Regions from separate parts of the Bombyx mori genome. Here region 2 is linked to region 1. The links are chromatin contacts, called in public Hi-C maps. All regions are on one chromosome and are shown on one strand. Each heading gives the region's core, a stretch centred on a gene start, on an enhancer-like site or on the middle of the called end of the contact. The rest is flanking DNA. Distances are from core to core; before and after follow the strand shown.

Region 1 (4,833 bases), core at 483-2,982:
CGATGATTGTACAAAATGGGGATCAAACAAATGACCCTTAGCATAGCAGTGAGAGCTGCTGACTGCTGAACTGATAGGTCATCTTTATTAAATATATGTGGCATTAAAATTAGACTCTATTTACTCTTGTTTCCATATATGTAAGAAAACAGAAACATAGGAGATGATAAATATAGATTGGAGTCAATTAATGTGGAATGTTTATGAGCTGCTTATTACGTCAATAAATGGATGCTATGCACACAATTCTGTAGCTTGGTAGTTATGTAATACAGATTGCTGCATTATGATCTTGATTTTACTCTACATATGTTTCATGAAATAAAACTATTTACCTTTAGCCCCACACCGTTCCTCTTAATGGTCGTTATAGCATATTGGACATCATCATCATTGTCCATCGTTGGGTCAATGTCCACCACTTCGAAGTCAATAGGAGCACCGATGTATCTAAAACATGTTTGAATTATTTTTCATTTCAGACTCAAATCATTTCCTCTTTTCTGAGGGGTATTAAATTTTTCATTTCACAAAACTAGGCAACCCAAATTATATCATGTAGGTATTACTAACTTTCTTTATGAATTATTCTGAAGTTTGTGTAAATTTATCAAATTAAATTAGTGTTGTTATTAGAGTAGTTATTTTTTTATTCTACTTTCTTAATAAAATCACAGATATTAAAATATATTTTGTATACCACAGTAGAATTTCTATGATTATGCTCGTATAGGTGTTTTGTGACTAAGACTGAATGATATTTACATAAATTTTAGTATAAAAGAGCTACTAATGATGAACATTAACCCATTATTGTTATAATTCACAAATAAAATTATTTTATTGTAAATTATATTCTTGTTTCTATTGCTTTGTCTGTTCGTAAGCTACATTTTCCTTTATTATAACATAGATTGGTGAACTAGCTCACCACCCACCGGTGCTAATTGGTTACCGGAGCCAGTAGCCATTACAACATGAGTTTCGCGACCCAACAAAAGTCCCACTCTTGCACACAAAAATAAGTCTGGTTTGCGACATTACAAACATAGATGTTATATTATAACATACAATTGAGACTTCAACTTATCTCAATTATATTATAATAACCATTTTCCAGCCAATACTTCAGATCAGATGGGCCGTGAGCTCCTTAACCCATATAGAACAAAAAAGGAGTTCATTTAACATCTACAGATTGAAATCCATGTGCATTCAGGAGTAAGAGAGCAATCAGCTAGTGTTTTTTGTCTCTACAGCACTGACGGAGAGAACTTCAGAACCTGATACTCTTGAAATTATCACACTTTTGGGTTCTACAACTAAATTGCAGCCTTCAAAAAATATATCCGTTGTTATTCGCTTTGTACTACTAGAAAATCTGGAGATATTTACGAAACACTGGCCTTGAGGCCCATAATGTATCCTTACTCCGAAGAATTTTATCCTGGGAGTTCACAAAACTTGGCACTGCATCAAAAAGGTCAACTTACTTGAATATGTCGCGAACGTATCCCATGCACTCAGGACCGATACCGCCTCCAGGGAGCATGGTCACCGCGTGACGACCGCCGTATTGCGCCTTAGGAATCAGCTTCTGTTTCCTGATAACGGGAGTCTTGTGCTGGACATCGAAATCCGATAATGTAGCGGGCGCTGCTTTCGAGCTGAGATTCACAGACCCGCGCACATCAGGCAAAACCTTCAATTTAGTTAACAAACGCACAGCCATCCTGAATTTTGAACTAAAAACAGCTGTTTGGGATTGAAAACTGGTTAAATAATCACAGGAAGTGGAAAACTCGTTAATCCGTGTCGCTAATTTTTCGCCATCAGGTGGCGCTGTAACGTTTAACTTCCAGGTCATAAGATCGAATTGAATAGATGTCGCTACTGAGGGAGAACTGAAAAAATTGAGTTGCCATGACAATATCGACATTTTGCAGCTTGTTTTATACTGTTTTTTTTTTTTAATTATTTATGTGACGTTATTCTTTATGGCCAAGATGAATGGGGTGAGCTCATAGCCCGCCTAATGGTGGTCATAGGAGCCCATAGACGTTAAACAACGTTAATGTCAACCACCCATCTTGAAAGATGAATTCGAAATCTCAGTTTTACAATACAACGACTACCCGACCCTTCAAACCCTGCTTCACGTAAGAAATAGGCAAGTTGAGGTCGGCGCAAGCCCACAAATTACTCAAACACCAGTAATTACGCAAAATATATGATTTGATTTGTGTGGGTTTGATTTATTATTAGACGATGCTATTTTCTTCATCATCGAAATCATTCGTGAACGAGAACATACAACATTACTGGTGGTAGGACGTCTTGTGAGTCCACACGGGTAAGTACCCTGCCTATTTCTGCGGTCAAGCAGTAATGCGTTTCGGTTTGAAAGGTGAGGCAGCGGCTGTAACTGTACTGAGACCTTAGAAGTTATATCTCAAGGTGGGTGGCGCATTTACGTTGTAGATGCCTATGGGCTCCAGTAACCACTTAATAACCAGATGGGCTGTGAGCTCGTCTACGCATATAAGCATTTAAAAAAAAGAACATTTGGTTAAGTACGTATTTCATTTAAAAAATTGTACCTGCCTGAGGGGATTGAATGCCGCACAGTGAAATCGCTGGATACGAATCGGGTCTTCGGGTGTCTTAAGCTTTTGGCAATTACGACTTCTATTTCATTTCAAAATTTAAAATTATTTTCTTTAAGCTAAGTTATATTTATATATTAAATCTCAAATGGTCTGGTTATGGATACTAATTTATGTGTATTATTTATGTCACGGACTGCAACTTAATCAAGAAAGAGGCAAATTTAACACAATTTTTGTCGTTAACGTAAGATAATTTCCGCAAAACGGAATTTTATCACAACCAACCCAAATAACAACAATCCTTTGTTTTACTATTTTAGTATGAGCTAGAATAAAATTAACAATTTTTATACATAAAACAGCACTATTACCTATTCATTTTACATTTTGTTCTTATGAATTTAAAAATGTTTTTTTTGACAATAAATGGTAGCACTGAATGTTCTGACAGTGACAGCTGACAAGTACGATTTTATCCCTTATTGCTTACAGAGTTCTCGACTGAGAGCGGCTGAAAGTACGGGCGTCCATTTTCCTACGCCATATTGAATTTGGTCGGACATCTTTGGACGCCATGTTTAGTCAGACATATTTTATAAACATTTTCGCGTAAATTTCAAATATTTTTCAATCAAATTACCGAACTTTTTTTCAGTGAAAACAGTGGTGTCGATTGCGGTAATAACAGCTTTAAAAAATTTAGTGCCAACTCGTCTATACATAATTGTCTCCTGGGGTCTGACGGAGCTTTTGTTACAAGATAAATACAGGTAAATTATTTCATTCGAAAACATCTAAGTTTTTGACGTACGAGTAACAAGTGTTTAGAATATTTTCGTGTTATTAACAAATCAGGGTTCTATTTAAGGGCGTGTGAGTGAAGGTCAAAAGGTGGAAGTGAGTTACGTTACGATTGTGGCGTGGTCAATTTATAAATACCTAAAAAAAACGGGAAGTTTCACCCGGCCGGTAATACGGACGGTTGTCAACAATGAATTTTTCCACTCTGTACTTTAATGCAATAAAATTGTTAATTATGTATTTACAAATTAAAATAAAGCTATTGTTACCGAGATACAACTCAAATGAGAAAACGATTCGGCTCGATGACGTATATTCCATTAAAAAATTATCGTCTTGTTTTAATTACAATTGAATTCGCGAACATCTGTTTATAAATTCAATGGATGTTGTTTTGTTTTTTTTTTTTTTTGTTGATAATAGAACTGAATATTATCTACTTATGCATTGTTTAATATTGATACACATTAAAATGATTATAAATAATGTATAATGATGACTTGTTGTTTTTTTGTTTCTTTATTGAATTAGAACTTATTTTATATTAATGACATTACATGAAACAGTCCCAGATCTATGTAAATTGTAATAAAATGTTAACTACAGAAAGTTATAATAATTAGCTTAATACAATGTTTTAATATATGAAAATCATTTTTGAAATATATAATTCATTATAGAATAATAAAAATTATATGTATCTAGAAGATGTGACAAAAATTAAAGAAAAAATTAGTGTTAGTATCTTTAGTGATATTAGTGAATTAATGTTGTCTTGGCTTATGAAGAAACTTTGTTTAATTAATTTATTAAAACATTTCTTGGACTATTTATGAATACTTTTATTAAGTTATTATGGTTTTCATAAGCAAAAACTATAGGGTCACTTTTGGGTCTTATTACTATATAAATTAAATTATGTATTGAACACTAATATTAATATAACTAAATGAGTGAGCATTAGAGGTCTGAAATAGATTCTTTAAATATTACTTATTTTCGTAATAAAATATTCTCTTTGTATTCTAAAAAAACATAAAGTATGGCTCTTTCTCAAAATAATAATAGATTTATGTTATTGTTAAACATGTATCTCTATGTAAATCTCTCTATGTAAAAATGTAGCTCTATTGCCTCTAACTGCTGATAAATATTAGCAGATACTGTTTGTGGATTTCTTTTCGTCTGAAATATGCATTTAAGCGTCATTATTATAACTGATTTGACCCTTCATACTGTGATGCCTCATAATGAATAATCAGTATAATAGATTACCCAATAGCCATAATAAAGTATGGCCTGTATCCAATAGCCATTAATAGCTTATGGTTTCCATGTAGATTTATTTTGAAGAAAATTCCATACCCATTTGGAAAAAGACACCTTTTTAATGCCACTTAACATTTCTGAATATGCGTGACAT
Region 2 (4,625 bases), core at 1,611-4,110, 72 kb before region 1:
CCACCTTTCAAACCGAAACGCATTACTGCTTTACGGCAGAAATATGCAGGGTGATGGTACCTACCAGCGCTGACTCACAAGAGGTCCGACCACCAGTATATATATTTGTGATGTATATATTTCTATGAGACCCGAAAAGCTAAAACAGACATTAAAAACAAAAGAAAGTTAGGCAATCCAGGCGGTTTAGTAACAGAAATCGACGTAATTACTTCAGTGCGCCGCGTAGGACACCGGTGACCTACGCGACAGTCAAAGGGTTAAGATAGTGGTTGTTGACTTGAATACTATTTTTAGCCTCAACCCGACATCCTCCCGCACGGTCTCAAGCCCAAAAAGAAATGGGAGGTCGAGGGTCCGTTGAAGCGGGCCAACTGGAAGACGATAACGCCGCAGAAGATGTCTGAAAAAGCATTCTGGGTCAACGTAAGTCGGTTTTATCTCAGGCTCTTGATGCATCGTATATATCGCTTTGTAAGTTTTCTTTTAGCGTAACTGGGAAGACGCCTCGTGTTCATTTATGGCAGATATAAACAAATCTAAGTTGGGTAGATTACCCGTCACTTAAAAAGGACGCTGGCGGTCAAGCTGCGCACTAGGCTATTTATCGATGTATTTGGTGGTATGCGGTGCGGCGCGGGGCGGGCGGGTCACCTGCCGCATGCTTGCCGGTGTGCTATTGGTTCGTCAGTCGACCTTTGCTTTCCGCGCTGGGTTCACGTTACGTTCGTTCTCAAAATACTATCGCGCACATAAGTTTTAATTACAAAATGGAAAAATGATTTATGACGTATATTGTTTTATGAAGAATGAGGCTGATAATAATGCAGTTGATAATTTGAAATAATGCATGAAACGGACCGCAGTGGCAACAAAATGTTCCGAGTCTAATTTAATTTTTAGGGTTCCGTACCTCAATAGGAGAAAAAACGGAACCCTTTGATCACTTTGTTGTCCGTCCGTCCGTCCGTCCGTCCGTCTGTCTGTCTGTTCGTATTCAGATTAAACATTATACGCAGAAATTAAACATGTTTTTAATTCTATTTCATAAAATTCTATCTAACATATGCATCACTAACTATCGTACAATTCACATCAAGAGAAATTATCATCTTTATAACTTTATCTAAACTTTAACTTTCATAAACTACTTTAACTTCAAACTTATGATATCTTTCTGCGCTCTCCTGTAACATGTAACTGCATACAGCTACAAGAGTATAGAACTACTAAACTGTACATACCAATAACCAATATACGAAGCCGCGAGCGAAAGATTACTTCAAAAATAAAACAAAAGTACTTAGTATTTTCGTGCGCGAGTGTATCCATGCGCAAACACACCCCCTCCACTTTCTTCCAGCGTTCTTTTTACGTGACGCGCGCTGTACTAAGCGATAAGACCGCCTATTGTACAAATATATCTGCTTGTTGTCAGTTTCTTTAAAATTGTATTTTGGTGTGCAATAAAGTATATATTCTCTCTCTCTCTCTCTCTCTCTCTCTCTCTCTCTCTCTCTCTCTCTCGCTCTCTCTCTCTCTCGCTCTCTCTCGCTCTCTCTCGCTCTATGTCTCTATGTCGCTACCTAACTTGTGACATGAGTTCCAATGTCTCAGTTTTACAGTGCAACGGCTGCCCTGCCCTTCAAACCGAAACGCATTACTGCTTCACGGCAGAAATAGGCAGGGTGGTAGTACCTACCCGCGCGGACAAATGTGCTGAGTTTGTACACAGTGTTATAAATAATACAATAAACATTAAACAATTACACTACTTAACCTACTATTAACATGGAGAATGCCCTTGACAATTTTTATAAACGTCACTAACCCACAAGTAAAAATAAGTCGTCTTTACGGATCCATCAGATCCAATAACCCTTGCATTAGACCCCTTCAGCTCCAACACTAGAAGCAGGCTTAGGGACCCCGGTTACCCTACTCGTCGAACTCGACAAGCAGGTCGACGTGCAACCTAACCCGTGCATCAGCCCGCCGAGTTTCTCGCCGGATATTCTCAGCGGGTCGCAATTCCCATCCGGTAGTAGATTCATTTGCGAAGCAGCTGCTGTTGAGTTGCTAAGTCTCCTTCGGACGCGCTCGGGCAGCTGTTAGCAAATCCCACCCCTCCTGGCAGAGCATTTGCTCGCCCTATCCTGATGAAACTGAAAAGGCCTCTGGGGCACCAGAAATCCTTTAAAAATAAAAAGGTAGAAATATCCAACTCAGTAAAGTTGCAAAAATGTCGTTTAAACCAAATAAACTTTACCTCTCGATATTGTTTCGACATATTTAGGTGCAGGAAGACAGATTGGCATCCCCCGACATCCTGAGCGGCCTATCGCAGAAGTTCTCAAGCAAACCGGTGGCCAAGAAGACCGAAGATGCCGTGGATAAGTAAGTATGGGTCTAGTTCTTCATCTTTATTTTTTGGCTTTTTATCAACGAACTCTTTTCTTAATTCAGATTTGTAACAACATTTTGAAGCTCTCCTCCTCCTCCTTCTTACGTTGATAATCCTCAATGCTAAGGATCGTGGCCTCCTCTAATATCTTTTTCCTGGATTATCCTGCGCCACTCCTGCCTTTACAATATTAGTAAAATGGGCGATATAGGCAAGGCGGTGGTACCCGTCCATGGTGAGGTCCGTAGGCTGTTGCGATAGACAGTACCATGATATGGCTAGCTGCAAGCTGCAAGCCCTTCTACCTTTAAGGTCCTCTCACCTCTCAAAGGGCAGATTCCATTACAGGGCTCACACTCTGAAGAAAGTACGCGACCTGAAGGTTCTGGACAGCAAGGCGGCCCAGAACCTGTCGATCCTGCTCGGCGGCTCGCTCAAGCACATGTCGTACTCGCACATACGCACGTGCGTGCTGCGCTGCGACACCACCGTGCTCACCGGGAACGTGCTGGATCTGCTCATACAGGTGGGTCCGCCTGATGATGAAGTGGAACCTTCAGACTAAGATGAGGAGTTAAATAGCAAATATATAAGTGGAGGAAGGGGTTGAGTGCCTTTTTATTGCCCTTGTAGGCAGACGAGCCTTTACTGGTGGTAGGACCTTTGTGATTCCGCGCGGGTAGGTACCACCGCCTTGCCTATTTCTGCCGTGAAGCAGTAATGCGTTTCGGTTTGAAGGGTGGGGCAGCCGTTGTAACTATCCTGAGATCTTAGAACTTATATCTCAAGGTGGCTGGCGCATTTACGTTGTGGATGTCTATGGGCTCCAGTAACCACTTAACACCAGGTGGGCTGTGAGCTCGTCCACCCATCTAAGCGTACAGACAAACGCCCTTACCGTATCTTAGTTCGCCCATTAATGACTCATCTCCTCCAGTACCTGCCGCCGGCGGACCAGATGAAGAAGCTGGCTGAACTGAAGGGCAACAGCGAGGAGCTGACCGAAGCGGAACAGTTTGCGGCCACCGTGGCCGATGTCAAGCGTCTCGTGCCCAGGCTGAGGAGTCTGGCCTTCAGGGAGCACTACGCCGAGATCATATCCGAGATCAAGCCGGTGAGCTCGTGGATTTAGTTGAAACGTTCCACGCTAGATGGCACTGTCTTAAATTTTTATTTGTTAGTTTCGCTAGACTGCTAATAGATGGCGCTTTGATAAATAAAAAATAGTAAGAGACGTGACGGAAACCCACAGACATTAATACGCTTTTATTAGCTTCAGACGTATGTATGTAACGGAATCTTTGAACATGTTTTTGATCCCCTTCAAAACGTCGGATTAACTCGAAATTTGGTATACTTATTAAAGACCGATGACAATTCAATATTAAAAAAATATATTGAAAAAATTTAAATTCAACTAAAAAATGAAAAATAATAATAGTTTCAAAAAACTAACAAAATACGTGTGGCGGTAACCATCACAGAACACAAGATATTTGACAGATGCCTGAATCTCGCTTACGACATTTTCAAGGTAAAGCGTATATATTCAAGTTCCGAACAACAACAGTCGGACCGTCGGTCTACCGAGCAATATCACCCGCTCGGTGGAAGATCTTCCCTTTGTCGTATATCTCTCAAAATACGTTTTTGTAGAAAATCCAACTAAAAAATAGAAAATAAATTTTAATAAATTTGAATTAAAAAAGTGTAAGAAAATATGATTTATTTGTAAAAAAATCGTGGGGTGCATGGTATCAGTAGTTATAAATATTTTATGAACAAATATGAGTAGAAGGGTTATTTTGATAATATCCTGAAAAGCACCCCACGCTTTTTTTTACAATAAAATCATTTTTTCTTACACTATTTTTAATTAAAATTTATTTTCTATTTTTTAGTTGGATTGTTTATAAAAGCGTATTTTTTTAGTTTTTTTAAACTATTTTTTCTTCTTCAATCCGTTTCCACTGCTCCTTTGTTCATTAGTTTTGTATTTCGAACAGGACATAGTGTCGGGCACGGCTGCCTGCGAGGAAGTGAAGTCTAGTCGAAAGTTCGCGAAGATTCTGGAGCTGGTCTTACTGGTCGGAAACTACATGAACACCGGATCGAACAACGCGGGAGCTTACGGGTTCGAGATCAGCTTCCTCACTAAGGTAAAGCTCTCGATAGAACTGTGATCGCGATATAACCATTCAATCGAATGTCGACCTTATCG

What was found. Hi-C and Micro-C count contacts between places; a contact is called where the count stands out from the background.
Region 2: a contact with region 1 is called in a Hi-C map of posterior silk gland, with 1.7 times the contacts expected there. The contact joins the enhancer-like site here to the promoter of LOC100329146 in region 1. A contact is called at or near these places in 2 of 7 Hi-C or Micro-C datasets (middle silk gland and posterior silk gland).

The regions. Positions count from the first base shown.
Region 1 is chr23:19,534,276-19,539,108 of ASM3026992v2, reverse strand. It overlaps LOC100329146 (isocitrate dehydrogenase), which reads right to left and starts at 1,732. Exons shown (of 7, transcript NM_001171915.1): 1 at 1,494-1,732; 2 at 336-450. The coding sequence starts at 1,732. It also overlaps a transcript of PHO not described here.
Region 2 is chr23:19,607,251-19,611,875 of ASM3026992v2, reverse strand. It overlaps LOC101743514 (protein diaphanous), which reads left to right. Exons shown (of 28, transcript XM_062675388.1): 17 at 298-426; 18 at 2,297-2,397; 19 at 2,753-2,930; 20 at 3,342-3,518; 21 at 4,411-4,563. Among protein-coding and RNA genes, the nearest start is that of LOC101743515, 34 kb to the right of the region's middle. Within about 2 kb of position 2,860, at least 5 of the 8 cell types and tissues checked have open chromatin away from gene starts, as enhancers often do.